Linked DNA regions of Hordeum vulgare: region 1 is linked to region 2. Evidence: chromatin contacts called from public Hi-C data. All regions are on one chromosome and are shown on one strand. Each heading gives the region's core, a stretch centred on a gene start, on an enhancer-like site or on the middle of the called end of the contact. The rest is flanking DNA. Distances are from core to core; before and after follow the strand shown. Region 1 holds the start of LOC123444349 (reticulon-like protein B1). Region 2 holds the start of LOC123440225 (anthocyanidin 5,3-O-glucosyltransferase-like).

Region 1 (4,137 bases), core at 1,505-4,004, 550 kb after region 2:
TGCAACTCATTAGTTTATGGCAAAGTGGCTAACGTCACACTCAAATTCTCCCTTCTACTCCCTTCGTTCATAAATATAAGTTTTAAAAGATTTATTATGAACTGCATACGGATGTATATACACATATTTTAAAGTGCATATTCATTAATTTTGTTTTGTATGTAGTCTATAATGAAATTTCTAAAATGTCTTATATTTAGGAACGGAGAGAGTAGATGTTTAGATATGAATGAATGGAAAAATAACTGTCATATTGTAGTGAGGTTTGATTGACAATATTATCATGATTATAAGGAAACCACACACTTCAATGTAATAAGAACTGTATCTTGATTAAACTCTGACCAATGATTCCATTAGCATATCAATGGAGTACAAATCACAACTATAACTAAATGCTTTGAAATGAGAAGCATCGATTTGAACAACACACTAGTAGGCAAAGATGGTCAAAACATCATTTTGAAGAAACAACATACTCCCATGTAGTATAACCGAAGTACTTCCATATATGAGTTAGTTAGTTATTTTGACAAATTATTAAGTTTACACTTCTATAAAGGTTAATCCATGAATCAGGAAGCTTAGTCCCATCATATGAAACTGTAGTGTACTAAAACTACCCCCCCCCACGCGTCCGCGTGGCACGAGGAGCGGCTCGGGAGAACCCTAGCCACCACATCCCTCGAACTCTTGAATCGGCGTCTGATGACACCGCCAGCAAAGCCCATGTGGGCGGACGACGTGGTGGGCGTTTTTCTCGTGTTCCATGCATGTCGAGGACGAAGGGAGGCTCGACCATCTCTATGTGGCGCCCCCCGGACGGTTAGGCCTCGATAACTCACAGTGGTGCCCTGACTTTGTTTCACCATCCCCGTCCAATGGATTTTTGGGGGATGGCGCCCTCCTGTTCAGGAGACACACCATGGCGTCGTTACTCCAGGCATTGACTCCTTTACATGCCATGTTTGCGATGGATGGGCGTCGACGTGGTTATGACGTGGTCGGAGTCTCTGACACCCTTATGGTGTCGCATGTGTGTTGGGTATGTGTGCGGATAGTAGCGGTGCTTGTTGGCATTGGCTGATGGTGTGGAATGGTGGTAATGATGCTTCGAGCCAAAGCCAACGGCAACGCCCATGGGAGTCATTATCCTCCTTGTGGGTGGCGAGCTCTTCGAGAGAAAACAAAGATTTTGCTGGAGGATCGAATAGTGACGTCGTTTTCTCTCTCTGGGGCATCGTCTTTAAGATCTCGACCTTTCTTGTGATTCCTTGGTGCTGGACATGCATGACATCGTGATCGCACGCGCTCGACCAATGGCGGGGTACTGATATTGCTACTTGTGTGGCGATGATGGTCGTAGAAAGATGGGTAGGGTGATAGCTTGCCTTCACCGCCTACAATCTGACTTATTCCTAAGTGTGAAATCAGAGTTGCAGCGATGTCGGGTGACACAGTGTCAACGATGTCGCGTGATGGGCGGCTAGGGCTGTAATGATGCTAGGTGTGCTCCTCATGTTGCGAAGTCCGATTTTCCTGGTCATTGACATGTTGTAGTTGTTTATTTGACATATGCGAGCAAGATTTTCGTGCTTCGTTTGGTCTCAGAGTTATTGGTTCGTCGTCCGCAATAAAGTCGGAGTCACTTTTTGGGGAGTTTTCTGTTAATTAATCGGACAACTCTGTTCTTTTAATGAGTGGAGATCCTAAGGATTAGAGAACACATTTGCCAAACATCAAGTACCTGAAAATTTCGACGCATTAGTGTGTTCTGCTTTCACGATAGGCCAAAGACGGGGACAACACGGGGAGCGACAATGAGGAGCCCTGACCCCGATGAGGTTGAACCGTTAACGGGCAAAAGCCAACAGGAGCGAGTCCGACACTTGACTACACAGATGCGAGGATGCGGTTGTCGTCACCAGAGTTGTTGGAGATCGAATGGACTAAAGGGATGGTCGATGGCGATAGACAACACGGAAGGGGGGGGGGGGAGTCGAGCGAGGGGTGGTGCGGCAAGAACGTGCGTCACAACGCTTACTAGCTATGAAAGACACAGACAGTCGGTTAGAGCTAGGTCACACGGAGGAGGAGGAACCGTCAAGCACGGGGAAGGAAGAAGAAGAACACGTGGCAAGCCCGATCGTTGCCGTTGGACCCGAAAAAACGGATTGACGCTGAAAATTGTTTCAGGTACCTGACCGTATAGACGGTCCAAAAAAATATTCTCCATGAACAGTACTGTCCATGAATCAGCCTTTGCTGGACGAAAAATGCTTAGCCACCAAGTTATGTGCTCGTCCAAGTCGTTGCCCAAGAAGCTTCTCCCGAGACGACAAGACCACCGTGGGCGCCGACGGATGTCGGCCTCGCACCACGTGTCACAGTTCCGCCCAACGCATCCTCGCGATCTCCACCGGCCCTTCTCCCTCGTGGGTCCCGCAACGACGTGCCTGCGATGACGACGCCTACCCGTCCGCGTCTTCAAACTTAACCCCCTCTCCCGTCCACCCGCACACGCACCCTTCGTCCCGCTGCCACCTGGGCCCCGGCCTTAACTCGCCATTAAGCCAGAGGGTAGAGCTGGACCCAAGTCGAGCGCTGGGGCGCGTCGCGTACGGCGTGGACGAATCCTACCAGTTTCAAACCAAACCGCCCCTGCCCGCATCCTGGCCGTCCGCGCGCCGCCCGGACGGACGGCCCCGATCGCGTCGCGCGCCGTATAAAGCGTCGCCGCCAGGCTACGCGCACCCGGAGGTCTTTGCGTGACCGCGCAGCAAAGGGGAAAAAGAAAGGAAAGGAAAGGAGAGGAAAACTAACCGAGAAAAGCGTGGGAGGAGAAGAGAGGGGAGCATGGCGGAGCACAAGGAGGAGGAGCCGGTGGCGGAGTCCATGATGGACAAGATCTCCGACAAGTTCCACGGCGGCGGGGGCTCCTCGTCGTCGTCGTCGTCGGACTCGGACGACGACAAGAAGGGGTCGGCGGCGGGCGTCAAGGCCAAGATCTACCGCCTCTTCGGCCGCGAGCAGCCCGTCCACGCCGTCCTCGGCGGCGGCAAGCGTAAGCCCCCCCACGAGCTCCGTGTTCCAGATTCGGAAATTGATTATGGTTTGGTGCTTAGATCCGGTTCGATCTGATCGCGTTTCGTCTCGCTTGTCGAACTGTTGCTACTTCATTGCTTGGTACGGAGTCATAACTAGCTGTAGCTTTAGGATGGGAAGAAGCGATAGGACCCCCCCGGTTATGTGATTTCACAGCGCATCAGCCTGTTCTAAAGCTTGCTTGGAGGGTTTAGAGTTAGTTCTTACGCATTAAACTGAAGGTTTGCGTGCTTAATTCGAGTATGGCCATGGTTAAACGGCGGCGGCACAGTTTGTCGTCACTCTAAACCCCTAATATGCTGCTGACGATCTGGGGGCAGTGGAACAGATCTGGAATGCTTAATCGCCTAAATGTTTATTCGGGGTTTTTGGCCTGATGTGAATGCTTTATAAATTTATTCCATTCTGCTTGCAGCTGCTGATCTTGTTCTATGGAGGAACAAGAAGATCTCCGGAGGGGTGCTCGCTGGCGCTACGGCCATCTGGCTGCTGTTCGAGGTCATGGAGTACCATCTGCTCACCTTAGTGGGCCACTGCCTCATCCTCTCCCTGGCCACCCTGTTCCTCTGGTCCAATGTCTGCATTTTCATTCACAAGTGAGCTTCTCCTCACTTCTATCTAGATGGAAAAAATCGATTGAACTTATGCTAGTGCTAGACCAGCTGCTGTTGATTGTGATGCCTGCACACACCGTCCTTTACTAGCCATTTGAATTTGCTGATTGTTTAGCACTTCTCATATTCCTTTGTATTTATGATGATGTTTTAGGTCTCCCCCGAACATTCCTGAGGTGAAAATTCCGGAGGACTTGACTGTAAACATTGCCCTATCACTGCGGCATGAGATCAACCGGGGCCTGTTTACCTTGAGAGAGATTGGTCATGGTCGTGATCTGAAGAAATTCCTCATTGTATGTTGTTTACCTCTTCAATTTCGCAATGATTAATGGCTGGTGCTTTCTTGATCCTGCTCATGAACATGTGAATGTTCTTTGTATTCCCAGGTGATTGGAGGGCTCTGGGTTCTTTCTGT
Region 2 (4,314 bases), core at 1,488-3,987:
TTCTCGGCGATGGTGTGGCCGAGAGAGGCGATGGAGGGGAGGGCCATGGCGACGGCGACGGTAGAGGAGGAAGACATAGATGCGATTGGAAGAGTTTAGGCTCTCTATACCATGTAGAAAATATGAGATAACGCTTGCATTTTGCAGGGGCGCTTTACGTGTTAATATAGGCCACCGGCCAGGTTGTGACAAAGATCTACAAGATTAGTTGTTGGATTGCTATACAAGTTATATCTCTAACAACTAACTTAAACACAATCATATACCGTTTATATTGTACGGATATATGTTACATCTTTTAACACCTATTTCTTTTTGAGAAGTAGGACAGTTCTTTATGTGGAAACAAAAGCAAAGCTGTCCCATAGTTGTGTTTCTTGTGCAGGTATAAATTTGTTTTTTTTTTCTTCTAAAAGCACAGTTGTGCTTCGCATGAAAAAGCAATAATAGCATTTTTTTTCTTCCAAAACCCGGGGAAACCTAGGCAAACAATTGAAAAAGTGAAGAACATCGAAAATCCGAAGAGCGTTTAACACACAGCTAGACGCACCATTTGATGCTCTCCCAAGCCGAAAAATTGACCACGACGCACCATTTGATGCTCTCCCAAGCCGAAAAATTGACCATCGCGGGAGGCCTTTAAATTAATAATCGTTGGTTAGTTGCTCACGTGCTGAAAGGACCTGTCCAGAAAATAAATTCAGTCGAACAAAAAATAGCAAATCTGTCGCTTTATTAGGTTTTGTCATATATAAAGACAGTTTTTCGTAATCATTGATTCGAAAAGAAAAAGAGCCTGTTCATTCACGGTTGCACAAGCTACAGCTGGCAAACACTCTCCTCCGTCACATCGGGGGCGCTCAGCCTTTGCACGAGCTGCAGCAGTGCCGCCCTGGAATCCCCACCGTCGCTCAGGGCCTCCCTTGCCCCTCTCATGGCCGCCAGAGTACGCTCCCGAAGCTCCCTCCCGCCATCAGAACCCATCAGCCAAGTCACCTTCCTCTCGATCTCCTCTGCCGTCACGAAGCCATCCTCGCCTCGTTCCACCGCCACGCCTAGCTGCATTCCCTCCACCAACAACACTTTGTTCATCCGCTGCTCCGCGTACAGCGGCCACCCCAGCATCGGCACGCCCGCCATGACCGCCTCCAGCACCGAGTTCCACCCGCAGTGGGTCACGAACCCGCCCACCGATCCGTGGGCGAGCACCTCCCGCTGCGGCGCCCACGACATGACCACCAGCCCTCTGTCCTTGGTCCTGTCCAGGAAGCCATCCGGGAGGAGCACGTCCAGCTCCGGCTCGCCGGGATGCTCGTTGCCGTTGCCGTTGCCGCCCGCCGGGCTGCGTACGACCCAGAGGAACCGCTGCCCGCTCATCTCCAGCCCCGCCGCCATCTCCTTGATCTGCTCGGCGCTGAACCGGCCCATACTGCCGAAGCAGAGGAACACCACGCTGGCCTCCGGCTGCGTGTCTAGCCACGCAAGGCACTCTTCGCCTTGCTTCTCAGCCACCTCCTCGGACTTCACCACCGGGCCGATGCAGAACAAAGGCGGTGTCGTGCGCCCCGGGGGCGCGCAGAGGCCGGCGGCGACGGCGTCGGTGGCGCGCGGCTCCAGGGAGCGGCAGCTGTTGACGATAACGCCATGCGACTGGCACAGCTGTTGGGACACGGCGAGGAAATGCTTGTAGCTCACGCTGCTCCGGTCGAGGAAAGCAGCGGGGAGGTCGTGCGCCGGTATGGGAGTGACGCCCGGCACCTTCACGGGCTCGCCGCCGAGGTCACCCAAGTTCACAGCGTTTTGCCCGTGGATGACGGGCAGGTGGAGCAGTACCGCAAGGCTGGCCGTGCAACCCAGGAAGAAGAAATACGTCGGGATGCCGATCTCTGCCGCGACATCGGCGGCGCTGTAGCAGAAGAAGTCGAGCAGGAGGGCCGCCGGGGCGGTGGCGCGGAGGAAATCACGGAGCTCGGGGTTGGAGGCGCGGCTGAGCTCGAAAACCTTGCCCACATGGTCGCCCTCCGGCATCCCGTGCGGGAGTGGCGGCTCCGGGATGTAGTGGAAAGAGAGAAAGGGGCTGGCTGAAGCGTCGCCGTTGCCGTACAGGGAGGAGGCGGGAACGGTGGCGTTGCCGGCCGGAAGGCCACGCTGAACGACGATGACCGCGAGGCCATGCGACACGAGCAGCCTGGCAAACTCCACCGTGGGGATCAAATGGCCCGCGCCGGGCGCAGGGTACATGACGACTGTGCGCCGCGACTCTCTGTCGCCGGCTCCTTGGTTTGCCTCTTTCATTCTAGGACGTGGCTGTGGGAAGCAGAGGAATTGGGAGTAACAGATTTGTTTTAGTAGTAATGACGAGGCTGCGAAAGGGGATATGGGGATGGATGGATCGTGAGGCTAAATATGCTATGGCCTTTCATTTCTGGCCACAACCCGTACCTACCTACAAGGAGGGAGACGTATATCCGCTCCTAGTTAGTGTACTGACTGTAATAATGGAATTATGTGTGTACGAAATTGACAGTAGTGCTGACAGGATGGGACGCGGGACCGGAAGTATGAGAACGGTGGGCACACGAAACATTTTACATAGATTCAAGACACGACGGTCTGAGTCTCTGAGATAATACTTACTGTCTTTTTACATATTCTATTAGGTGATTACATACAAATCAAAATAATGAATTTACATTTTAAAGTATGTCTATGTACAACAGTCCTTTAATGTAACTTTTAAAAAGATTTATATTTAAAAACGAAGGAAATAGAAGGGTTGAACGCTTTTTGATGCATCTTTGGTGTTGTTGGGTTTCTTCAAAAAATCATTTTGTTTAATAATATAAGATGAATTAGTTTTTTTAAAATTCAAATATATTGAATTTATTCTCATTTGTAAGGAAACATACCAAAATTCATAATATCAAATCAGATTCATTATGAAATGAATTTCCTAAAAAAATATTTAATAGTGTGGATGTCGATGTTATTATTTAATCTGAACTTGCTCAAAATTAAAGAAATTTGACTTTAAGAAAACTAATAAACCCTTATATTTTGAAACTGATAGAATACTTAGTGTGGCACGTGGGGGATATGGAGTGTTTTTTTATAATACGGTAATTCGATGGGACTTTTGTGGTGTGGTTATGTGTTATCCGCTAACCAATGTATATTTCGTGCGAGATTGATATGTTTTTATAGGCAGGTTGATGCTGATTGATTTGAAAAATAGTTGGCCCGATTAAAATTGTAATCCAAATCCAAAATTGAATATCTCAATTGAATGAAAAAGCTTCAAAATGAGAACATAGGAATTGAAAGAATTGAATGGGAGAGCCCTTGAGAAATTGATGACCCGGTCAAAATCAGGTCGACTAAATTCTAAATTAAATACCTCAATTAATTATGAGGATTTAAAAATTAGGGAGCATATTGCATAGTATAAAAGAATTGAGTGAGATAACTTTGAGAAATTGTTCACCCAATCAAAATCGGGTGACCCAATCCTAATTGAAAACCTCAATTGGATATGTGCTCTCTAAAACTAGAGAGCTTAGTGTTATAGATGATTCCTTCTTGTATGATCTTATATAGATGTAGGGGGTGTCTCATGATAGGTTGTTACAATGGTTGCCAGGTTCTATCAGGACGATTGTGAAATTATGAGGTAGCCTTAAGTAGCCCCTCGCAGTGGGGCATCTCCAACACCGACCCTCAAACCGCACCCATACATCCGGACAGCGAAAGTCATCCAACGCGGGGTTGTAACGGTGCGCCAAGCGGTCCTGTCGTGTTTTCCCTGTAAATTGGAGACAAAGTGTGTGTGTTAGGGGTGGGTGGGGTGGGGGTTGCGGGAGTCCGGACACGAGACGTGTAGGACTCTAACACCCCCAGCCACCCAATCCCCCCGGTCTCATTTCCTTCCTCTTTGCCCTTTCTCACCTTACCTTAATCCGCATCCCCAACCTCCTCCGCCGCTGTTGTACATCTTCGGCTGTCACAAAGGCATTTGACCATCGCCTACAGTGGGGCAGAGTGTATGTGAGTACAAACAACTCTAGGGTGAACAATGTCGTCCTAGAGGAGAGCGGTTGCGTGTTGATGAAAAACTTCTATTGGACATCCGATTAATCTAGTCGAATTTGAGACATTGTTGTATTAGACTTAATTTGCATGCTATGTATGGATGATTTGTGCCATTTTCTATCCGAACTTTGATTAATATCGACAAGGTTGCATTAATTTCCTCCAGTTAGTTCAAATGCGGGTTGAAATGCATGCTGGTAGCGATGGATGGCGGCCTCCCGCATG

The links. Hi-C and Micro-C count contacts between places; a contact is called where the count stands out from the background.
Region 1: a Hi-C map of leaf shows a contact between it and region 2, with 2.9 times the contacts expected there. The contact joins the promoter of LOC123444349 here to the promoter of LOC123440225 in region 2. A contact is called at or near these places in 2 of 6 Hi-C or Micro-C datasets (both in leaf) and 1 of 1 datasets of contacts at active chromatin or transcription factors (embryo).

The regions. Positions count from the first base shown.
Region 1 is chr3H:476,102,075-476,106,211 of MorexV3_pseudomolecules_assembly, forward strand. It overlaps LOC123444349 (reticulon-like protein B1), which reads left to right and starts at 2,755. Exons shown (of 5, transcript XM_045121037.1): 1 at 2,755-3,064; 2 at 3,521-3,701; 3 at 3,874-4,015; 4 at 4,109-4,137. The coding sequence starts at 2,857.
Region 2 is chr3H:475,554,993-475,559,306 of MorexV3_pseudomolecules_assembly, forward strand. It overlaps LOC123440225 (anthocyanidin 5,3-O-glucosyltransferase-like), which reads right to left and starts at 2,738. Exons shown (of 1, transcript XM_045116795.1): 1 at 717-2,738. The coding sequence starts at 2,295. The coding sequence ends at 820.